2 separate regions of the Ovis aries genome follow, and region 2 is linked to region 1. A link is a contact called in public Hi-C data. All regions are on one chromosome and are shown on one strand. Each heading gives the region's core, a stretch centred on a gene start, on an enhancer-like site or on the middle of the called end of the contact. The rest is flanking DNA. Distances are from core to core; before and after follow the strand shown. Region 1 holds the start of CCDC71L (coiled-coil domain containing 71 like). Region 2 holds the start of HBP1 (HMG-box transcription factor 1).

Region 1 (4,669 bases), core at 1,463-3,962:
ACTCAGCATTTTGAACAGTGTTTCCTCAAGAACAAGATTTTAATTTTCAATAAAATTAAATAAATTTAATTGTAACTTTCCAAAAACTTTGTAGTGTCTTAGGAGAGTCTCAGGAACTAAAAGAAATTATGTGTAAATTTTACTCACTTCTGGAGAATAGATAAGTACCATTTGTAGGACTATTTAAGCTAATCAAAAGGTGGAGGCAGGAAGAAATGTAAAAATAAGAAACAGAAATCAAACAATGCAAAATTTAAAATTATACAATAATTTAAGCATTTGACATGATGTTAATTCCTAAAAATATTTCATAAAGGTATTGTTTGGTTTAAGTAAATTAAATAAGTATGTATTATAAAATGAACTTTTGAATGCTCTACAATTTGTTGAGACCTATGTTTCCTTAGTATGAGAATAGTCGTATAAGATTTATCCTTTCAATCGAAATCAATTCTGTAAGTTTGTATAAATGTCTGGTATATTTATGTAGCAAATGACCCTAAGCGTTTCCATACTTGAGAACCCTAAGTACTTAAAACAGGATTAACATGAGAGGGAAGAAATATCAAGACAAGAAGCTAGGAGTACATAAATCCTTATTTTTCTTTCACTATGAAGTCCCTTTACCATTCTGCTGGCTTACTCTATGAGATTTTCTATGTCTGTCTTGCAGGGGCATTCCATTGGAAGTTACACAAATTTCACATTAGTATGTGTTCCCAAAATTACCAACAGAACTAATTGTGATGTAAAGAGTTGTAATATCATTTCTTTATAAGGACTTAGGAAGCCGATAATTGGCTCCATAATCTTGTTCTGAGATCACGATATGCTTTTCTAGGAAACTGATTTTCTCTTCAGAAAGTGACCATGATTTAGGTAGGTTGAGAACTGGTCCTCTGGTAGGAAGCTTGGTTTTTGCATAAACCCAGTGCATGGACAAGATGCTGTGCTACAGAGAAGCAACTTTCAAAATATTTTTATTTTTTATTGAAATTAAACAAAATCTGGTTCTAAGAAAATATAATCTATAAGTCCAGTATACTGGACAGGTTAAAAACTGCTCAATTCTGGGAGGAGCCGGAAGTGGAATCAGGTGAACAGCCTGTTCCTTGGTCACTCCACTCTTACATAAAGCATTTTCTATTGAATCTCTTTGAGTCTGAGCAGTACAATTTGTAAAATCTCTATTGAAAAATAAAGATCACTAAGATTAGGAATCCAAAGACCTAAACTATAGTCCTATTCCTACAATCAAGAAGCCTTATTACCTAACCTCTGTGGATCCAAATTTCCTCATCCATGAAATAAGGAGATTGAACTAGGTGTCTTTTAGCTCAAATATTCGAGGGAACCAATAGCAGCTGTGTGTGAATCACAAAACTCTGCTCTATCAGTTTTCTACTGCAAAATAAAGTGCTCACTCAGGGGTAAAATTTGCATGTCTACCTCACAGTTCTAACTCTTAGGAGTGTTTTTTTTTTTTTTTAAACCTTAAAACTTTAATGGAGTTAAGAAAAAACCTGAAATGTAAAATGTGCGATTGTCTTGTTCTTAGCAATTTGAATACATGTTTCGCACATCAGTATGTTTTTCATTGGTTCCCTCAGCACAAATAGAGTGCCCACTGTCTGACAGGTGCTGAACTAAGTATTGAGGATGGAAAAGATGACAGAAGACTGTGCATTACTCTATAAACATTCAATCCCCTCCTCTCAATACAAAAGGTGATGGGGTCTTAACAACCTGTTCTTTTCAATAGAAACCTTTTGATTGTGAAACTGCATCCTTTCTCTGCGCTAGAGATGGTACTGCAAAGGAACATACTAAAACTAAATGAAACGTGAAGTGCACTCATTTAAAACCAACTGTATATTTAAAAATGATATTTTCTGTAAGGACAATGGCTTTGTTGTAATTGATCTTTGATCAACTTGAGCAAAGTTCTATGGGTATTATAGGCTTTACTTTCCTGATAAGCAGAGCATCTTTTACATGGGAAGATGGTTCCATTGTCTAGAAGGAGACTATGCCACTGACAGAGTCCGTATTATCTGAAAGATTCTGGATTACTAGCGTTGCTTGACATGGATTGGGGTCAAAGTGGGTAAGAGTTGGATGAAGATGCAAAAGAGGCCTCTGAAGGTTCAGAAGAGAATTGTGGAAGGCCCATTCCCTCTAGACTTACACCCAATTTCCCCTTCTGTGATACAAACTACACCTTTGGGTAGGTCTCCCTTTGTTATTCAGACTGGTAGACCTCCCAGCTCAATCCATAAATGCACATCCACTCATTCCGAGAGTAGAGTGACTCCCCCCAAAGTGGAGCTGATGTCCACTCTAGACAAGGCACCTTCCACATGTACCTACCCAACTGTTGACTCGTGTCCAAGAGCCACCATCACCCACCCCAGCACCATCTTCCAGGAACTGGCCTCTCCCCCATCAGTCCCCGCCCTCTTCTGAGAGCACCCAATGGGTGGAGTCGGGGCTGCAGTAGGAGGGGCCAAAGGCGGGCACATTTAAAGAAAGGCAGAGGGCGAAAGGAGGCAAGAGAGGAGAAGAAAGAGAAACCAGGGGGGCGAGGCGCCGTCCAATGACAAAGCCCAGGGGTGGGCGCCGGCCGCCATCTTGTACCGGGCGGCAGGATCTTCACCCGCGTCCTCCGCCCTCGGAGGGGGAGGGGCAGCGGCGGCGGAGGCGAGAAAAGTAGCGAGAGACGCGCCGGGCGGGAGGTGCCAGCAGCGGCCGGCGCCGCGGAGCCAAACACCGGCGGGGACGGCGGCGGCGGGACCCGGCGAGCGCGGGCGGCCCCGAGCGGCCTTCGATGCGGCGCAGCGTGAAGAGGCGGCGGCGCCGGCCCCCGGCGGCCCCGGCCGCGGCCGCCCGGGGCGGCGGCTTTAGGCTGGGAGGAGGGGCCGGTCTGGAGGCGCGGGAGGAGAAGGTGGTGTACTCGCGGTCGCAACTGTCGCTGGCCGACAGCACCAAGGCACTGGGCGACGCCTTCAAGCTGTTCATGCCCCGCAGCACGGAGTTCATGAGCTCGGACGCGGAGCTCTGGAGCTTCCTCTGCAGCCTCAAGCACCAGTTCTCCCCGCACATCCTGCGCAGCAAGGACGTCTACGGCTACTCCTCTTGCCGGGCACTCGTCCCCGAGCCCCCGGGGGGCCCCGCCGCCCGCGGCCCGACGCGCAGGCCTGCCCCGAGCGCGGCGGCCAGGAGGAGGCGCCGCGGAGCCCGGGCGCCAGCCGCTCGCCGGAGGAAGCTGCCGCCGCCCCCGCCGCCGGTCCCCGAGGAGAGCTGCCCGGTCAAGCCCGCGGACCCGGAACCCTGCTTCGGGGGCCGCACCCTGGAGGAGATCTGGAGGGCGGCCACCCCGACGCTGACCACCTTCCCCACCATCCGCGTCGGCGGCGACGTGTGGAGCGAGCGCAGCCTGGCGGCGGCACGGCGTAGAGCGCGCCAAATCCTGCGAGTGAACCTGGAACCCGTGGTGAGGCTCCGCCGCTTCCCGGTGCCCCGGGCATGACGCGCGGACCGCGTCACCCTCCCAGACCGGGACGGAGCTCCCGCCCGGAGGGATGGACAAGTGTCAGTCGAGTGTTTACAGATCCGGCCAGGACCCCGTCCCCTTACGCACTTTACGGGCGAAGAAGTCACCGGATGGTGTTCCCGGGCCCGCGGCACCGCCGTCTGGAACTCCGGGGCAGGTGCGCCCTCCACCCCCTCCCAGTGCGGGGCAGCAGAGGAGACCGCGGGACCCGCGGGGGAGGGCCGTTTGCTTCCGTACCCGGGACTGAGACGTCTCCAGGACTGAAGGGGCAGATCCGTTTTCTCCCTTTGGACTCTACCTCACTGGTCTGGAAGTCCTCCGAAGAAGTCGTTATTTTTTCCAAAGGAATTTGGTTTCGTGCTTGTGTAATAAAGCCAGAATCTACTTGCTTTTTACCCCGCCCTATCCCGGCCTCCTTCCCACCCCTTACCCCCATTTTTTTCTTTTCAACTGCCACCCCTCTTTCTGGACGATAGATCGAACCTGTTTTGTGCTGTTGTTGCACCCGTTTGTGCTCAGGGTATTCTGAATCCCACTCGTTTCCTAATTTTAACCGGATTCCAAAGCTTTGACCAAGGATATTTTTCAAACTTATGACTTAATGTTAAGAGTGCAAGGATTTGTATGATTTGAATGCCATGGGCTCAGTGATTACAAACAAAGAGATGCAAAGTACAACTATTTCAACATTTTTGAAGTGTTTCTAAAGATTTTATATTGAGATTTAATGTTTATATATACTGAGCTCCTAAAGAAAATGGTAGAAACTCATATAAAGTTCTGTTTGGGAAAAGTTGATTTGTTAAAGTCTTTTTGATTAAATAAAAATTAAAGTACCTTGAAACCACATGGCTTGTGATAAAGAAAAAAAATGAGTTACAAAGAACTGGTGTTGGTTAAAGAGATGGATGGAATCCTATTGGAAATGGTTTGGCCTCTTTGTACTGGTTTAACATACAAATCCAGGAGAAGTTCAAAGGTAACCTATTTTAAATTGGGAGCCACGTAGGAGAAATGAATGTGTGTAAACCTGGTGATTAAAATGGTAAACAGAATACCCATTAGAGTTCTCAGAACTAGCTCTTTAGAGGGGTGGGGGCATTTCTTGGTATCAGA
Region 2 (4,669 bases), core at 850-3,349, 460 kb before region 1:
AGTACTAATATTTTCATTTCAAACAGAAATAAGGAGACGAGCTGGCTTCTCCCCCATAAAGCCCAGGTTATTTGCACTGAGCACTTAGGTAGTGAGGAAACGGTCCGGAAAAAATTAAAATACAGTGGCGGAAACAACTCTTAAAGTGATAGTACCATTTTTGAAGTCTGAGAAGCAGGCATTGTGAAACATGGAAAAATGTGGGAAATCCCGGGAGAAGGTTACTTTGAACTAAGGGGAAGATTTTTCTAAGCTGAAAAAGGTAACTGGGGGACCAGTGGTTCGGGCTCCGTACTTCCTCTGAAGGGGGCAAGGGTCTGATCCTTGGTAGGCGTGGCCGGGGAGCCAAATAAATAAAATCTTTAAATTTTTTATAAGTAACTGGGCTTACAAAACTAAGTAAAATGGAAACCAGGAAGTGAAATAAAAATTTCACCCTATAATGTACTGTCAATTTAGAATTTAAATATTTTGTTTTGGTTTCCTCAAAAGTATAAAACAGCTCCAAAATGTACTGGGTGTATTGAATTCTTTTGACTATAATTAAAATCTCCTTAAAACTTTGTCAACTATTACCTACTCAGCAAGAACTGAGGACTTCAATCGTGGAAACTCAACAGTTGACCCTAGTACTCAGCAAGTTAAATCGGAAAACAGCAGAAACAGTAACAACAAAAAGCAGAGACTGAAAGAACTAGCAGTACATTATAAATTTATTATCAGTAGTTAATAGAAAAACATTTACAAATGTTACAACTATTCTAGTTCTCCAAACGTAACTTTAATTTCACTAAATCATTGTTAGGAATCACCTGTTACTGCTAGTTAGAGGGAAATAAATCTATAGCACTCAGTCGGAATTGTTGGTAGGACTCCAACACTTCCTGGTATACACACAACTGACTTTTAACCTCCTCCCTTAGCATCACTGGCTCCCAGAATTAAAGACTCTTGAGTGTTTCCCTGCAGTCAGAGCTTCCTTTACAAAAGATTCTTGCTGAAAACTCCTAAAGAATTAACTCTAGGTGATGTGTTCAAAAGAATGCACGGCGGCAAGCGAACTCCCCTAGACAGCATGCAGCGTTTGAAGGAGCTACAAAAACCCGGCCCCGGCAGTCGATTTCGCTAGTCGTCTTTTTTGTTTTAATCCGCCTGGGGCAGCAGCATAGGTTGGAAGGCGGAGACTGAAATCGCCTGCCAAGCCTCGATCTCGGTCACACAGAGGCAGTGCCTCCCGGTTCACGCCAAGTCCATCCCCCACCCTCTTTCGCCATTCATCGCGTTCCCCTCCCCTCCCCCCATCATGTGACCGCAGCCTGGACTCCAGGCTTGTTTTTCCCCTCGGCTCAACTCCACCGCGCAGGCGCCAAGGAGTCCATTCATTCGAACTGCGTAACAATGAGCCCCGGGGCCCAAGGGCTCCGCGAGCTTCCCAGTTCGGCCCGAGCCCCTCTCGGCCCCCGAAGAGGCGGCGCCTCACAGGAGTCCTCCACCCGCGGCCGGCCGCCCACCCCGGGCCAACCTCCGACCCTCCGCCCACTCGCGGGGAGTTGAAGTCAAACTTTCCTGGGCAGCCCCAGAGTCGCGTCGGCCCCCTTTCCCCCGCCCAGGCCCGCCCCATCTCCTCACCCGGCCCGGCCACCCACCGCGCCACCCGGCCCAGAGCGCCGTCCTCGCAGACGCCTCCCAGCCCTCGCCCCAAGACCCCCACGGACCGTGCCGACGCGAAGCCCAGGTGAGCTCGCGGGAAGCGCCAGTCCGGTGGGTTCGCCGCAGGCCGGTATCGGACGGTTAACTGCCCCCGCCGTCAGGAAGAGGACAGCCGACCCGAGTTCACCCGGCCGCCAGATACCCTCGGGATCCTGCCCCTCCCTTCCCCACCCCCACCCCTTCCCGAACAGAAAGACAACAAACCGCCGCGGAGTATAAGCAGCCCCGGCGCGGGCCGCCCCGGCCGCGACAACACCACCAGCAACTCGCGTATCCTCTCTACAACTGACGCCGGCCTCCCCCGGGCGCATTACTGCTCCCGCCGCCGCTCTTAGTCCTCCACCGAAACTTTCCTACTTACCAAACCCGTCGCCATTACCAAGTCTTTCAAGCTTCGTCTTCCCCCTCCCCTCAAACCCCAGGGGGGTTGAGCCTCCGCCCAGCTCCTTCGCCTTCTTATTGGTCCGCCGCACTGCCATTCGATCGTTTCTCCTTCCTATTGGTTGGTACCGTGGTCCGTCTCGGTGGGCGGGCTTGTGTTGACTTTTGCGTTGTCTTTATTGGAGAAGACGGAGTGTCAATCACCAGGGTGAGGGCTTCGGATTGGATTGCTGCCGAGACTCCCGGGACTCCAGCCAAACGTTGCCCCCGAAATGGGTTGTGGGTTCGTAGTCTGGGTCTGGCTGTGTTTCTCTCCGAGACTGCACGTCGGAGTAACGGGTTGGACTACATTTCCCAGAAGTGCGTGCACGGTGCAGTCTTGATAGTAAACAAGAGTCATAGGGACACGTGTATCAGCTCGTTTGTTTTGGTGTCTGGGACAAAAAGGAGGGGGCGGAGGAAGGGAGTGTTTTAAAGCTTTGGCTTCTTCTCTTCCTCTGGGCCTGTGCTAGCACTCAGAGCAGCCTCAAGCCTCTCACAGCACCCATTCCGGGCCATAAACCACCAGAGTCGCTCGCAGCTCAGAATTTGGCAAGAGGCCAGGGTATTGTTTTAGTGCGAGGGGAAGGAGATGACTGCACAAGCGGAAGCAGTGCTGCCTCGAAGGGGACCCAGTCACCCAGAAATCACGGCCCCAGGCATGATGGGGATAATAAAGGTGGCGCTTGGGTCCAGTGGGAAGACTTAGCATTCCTTTATCCTGAGCCTGGCTTCGCCCCTCCCTGGACAGCAGCTTGAGGTTTCTCTGCGGACTCTGTTCAGTTCACCCGAGATTTTTTGAATGCCGGCTGCGTGCCAGGCACCGAGAGGCTTGGGGATGAACAATGAGAGAGAAGCTCGGAGGTCTGGACAATTTACAAAACTGTGAAGCGGGAGGTAGGGTCATTACTGTTGACTTAGGAATTGAGGAAAGGCAAATTGATGTTTTCTATATTTGACCAGCTTACTCGTTGTTTAAGGTAATACGGAGGGGTATAATGTGTGACTTAAACTGATGTAATTTGTGAATCGTTATCAGGGTTTCCTGGTGAGTTTCAGTTTAACCACTTTTCCTCTCCAGAGGTCTTCCCATTGATGAAAGAATGTCTTCCTACTTTGTTTCCACTAGGAGTTCCTCCTCAAGTTACTAATTCTCTGACTCAAAGAGAGGAGAATGGCTTCTCTGGCATTATAGTTACCTTCATTCCCATTACAAAGGCATTATTAAGCTTTTTTCCCTTTGAACTTTTAGTGTTTAGTCATTTAAGCTATGCTTTAGGTTTTATATCTTTAGATCACTGTATTATGTTTAAGAGGAGGAAAACATACTAGGGAGAAATCTATAAAGTAAAACTTTTGGAAAGGAGCCTTAAATCCTTGCTGGTGATTCCTCTAAAACCCCTACTTTTCTGGAATTTTTAAATCTGAAAGCCACGGAACAAATAAGGAAATCCAAAGTAACTTTCCTATACTGAAACAAGTTTTCAAATTCTTTTAGGGATTCCCTGTTTGAATCCTTAAAGGGAATTATAAAATAGTCCTCCCTACCATGTGATCAAAGATGGTATTCAGATCAAATACAGAGCAAAGATTCTGTATTCACAAATACTAATCAAATTATTTTGTTTCTTAAAAATAATTCAGAAGGCCAGTAAAATGCCTAAATTTTCCCCTGAATAAAAAGGACAATATTTGTATTTATCTTCGTTCAGAGATTAATGGAGTGACCCCAAGACTCAACTGTGGACCTGCTCTTTTGTGTATTTTTATTTTCTTTCTTCACTTTTTTTTTTTTTTTTTACAGTGGAGGTTCATTGTGCCTCAGAATTGAAAAATTGAAAATATGAACTCCAATGTTTCCTAATTTCCTGACAAAAAGAAAAATCTGTGGAATTCACTTGATCATTGGAAAACTAAAATCTCAGCTATTAATGACTAGCTCCCTCCAGGAAACTAAAAACCTTTCCCACCATCCAAAAAATGAACTCTTAAGAGCTGGTACCACACCATCTCCCCCGCCCTCCGCCGCACCCCCCCCCCCATTAACCATGAGATCTGCTTTTGGCTGAACCTTAACTCATTTTAAAAGGTTTTCTGTTTCAAAGCAGTTAGTAAAAGCCTTAGTGGAGATATTTTTTTTATTTGTGAACACAGCGGTAGGAAGAATAGCACCTTCAGATCAAGGTGTACATTATTAGAAATGATTATCCTTTAATTAGCACTATAAGATTTTCCTATCCATTCATTCAGAAATACCTATTTAGTTCCTACTATTGGTTGACCACTGTGCTAATTCATATGGATACAAAGATACAAAATATTTTCACATACTCTCATTTTTGTCCAGGTCATTAAATGGAAGAGTAAAATTCTCTTGAGTTAATTCAGTCATAACTGATTAAATGTCAGTGTTAGAATCTCTGTACCTTTAAGTGGACAATTAGTCCATCTTTGGACTCTCCTGGGAAGCTAAATGCTTACCTTATGCACCTATGTATATTTAACAGGAATCTCATTATTCATTTTTGGATGACTAAAA

The links. A called contact is a pair of places that touch in the nucleus more often than the background predicts.
Region 2: a contact with region 1 is called in a Hi-C map of liver, with 3 times the contacts expected there. The contact joins the promoter of HBP1 here to the promoter of CCDC71L in region 1. A contact is called at or near these places in 2 of 16 Hi-C or Micro-C datasets (liver and muscle).

The regions. Positions count from the first base shown.
Region 1 is chr4:49,319,832-49,324,500 of ARS-UI_Ramb_v3.0, reverse strand. CCDC71L (coiled-coil domain containing 71 like) reads left to right here and starts at 2,712. Exons shown (of 1, transcript XM_027958706.3): 1 at 2,712-4,669. The coding sequence starts at 2,828. The coding sequence ends at 3,529.
Region 2 is chr4:49,782,586-49,787,254 of ARS-UI_Ramb_v3.0, reverse strand. It overlaps HBP1 (HMG-box transcription factor 1), which reads right to left and starts at 2,099. Exons shown (of 11, transcript XM_042248527.2): 1 at 1,915-2,099.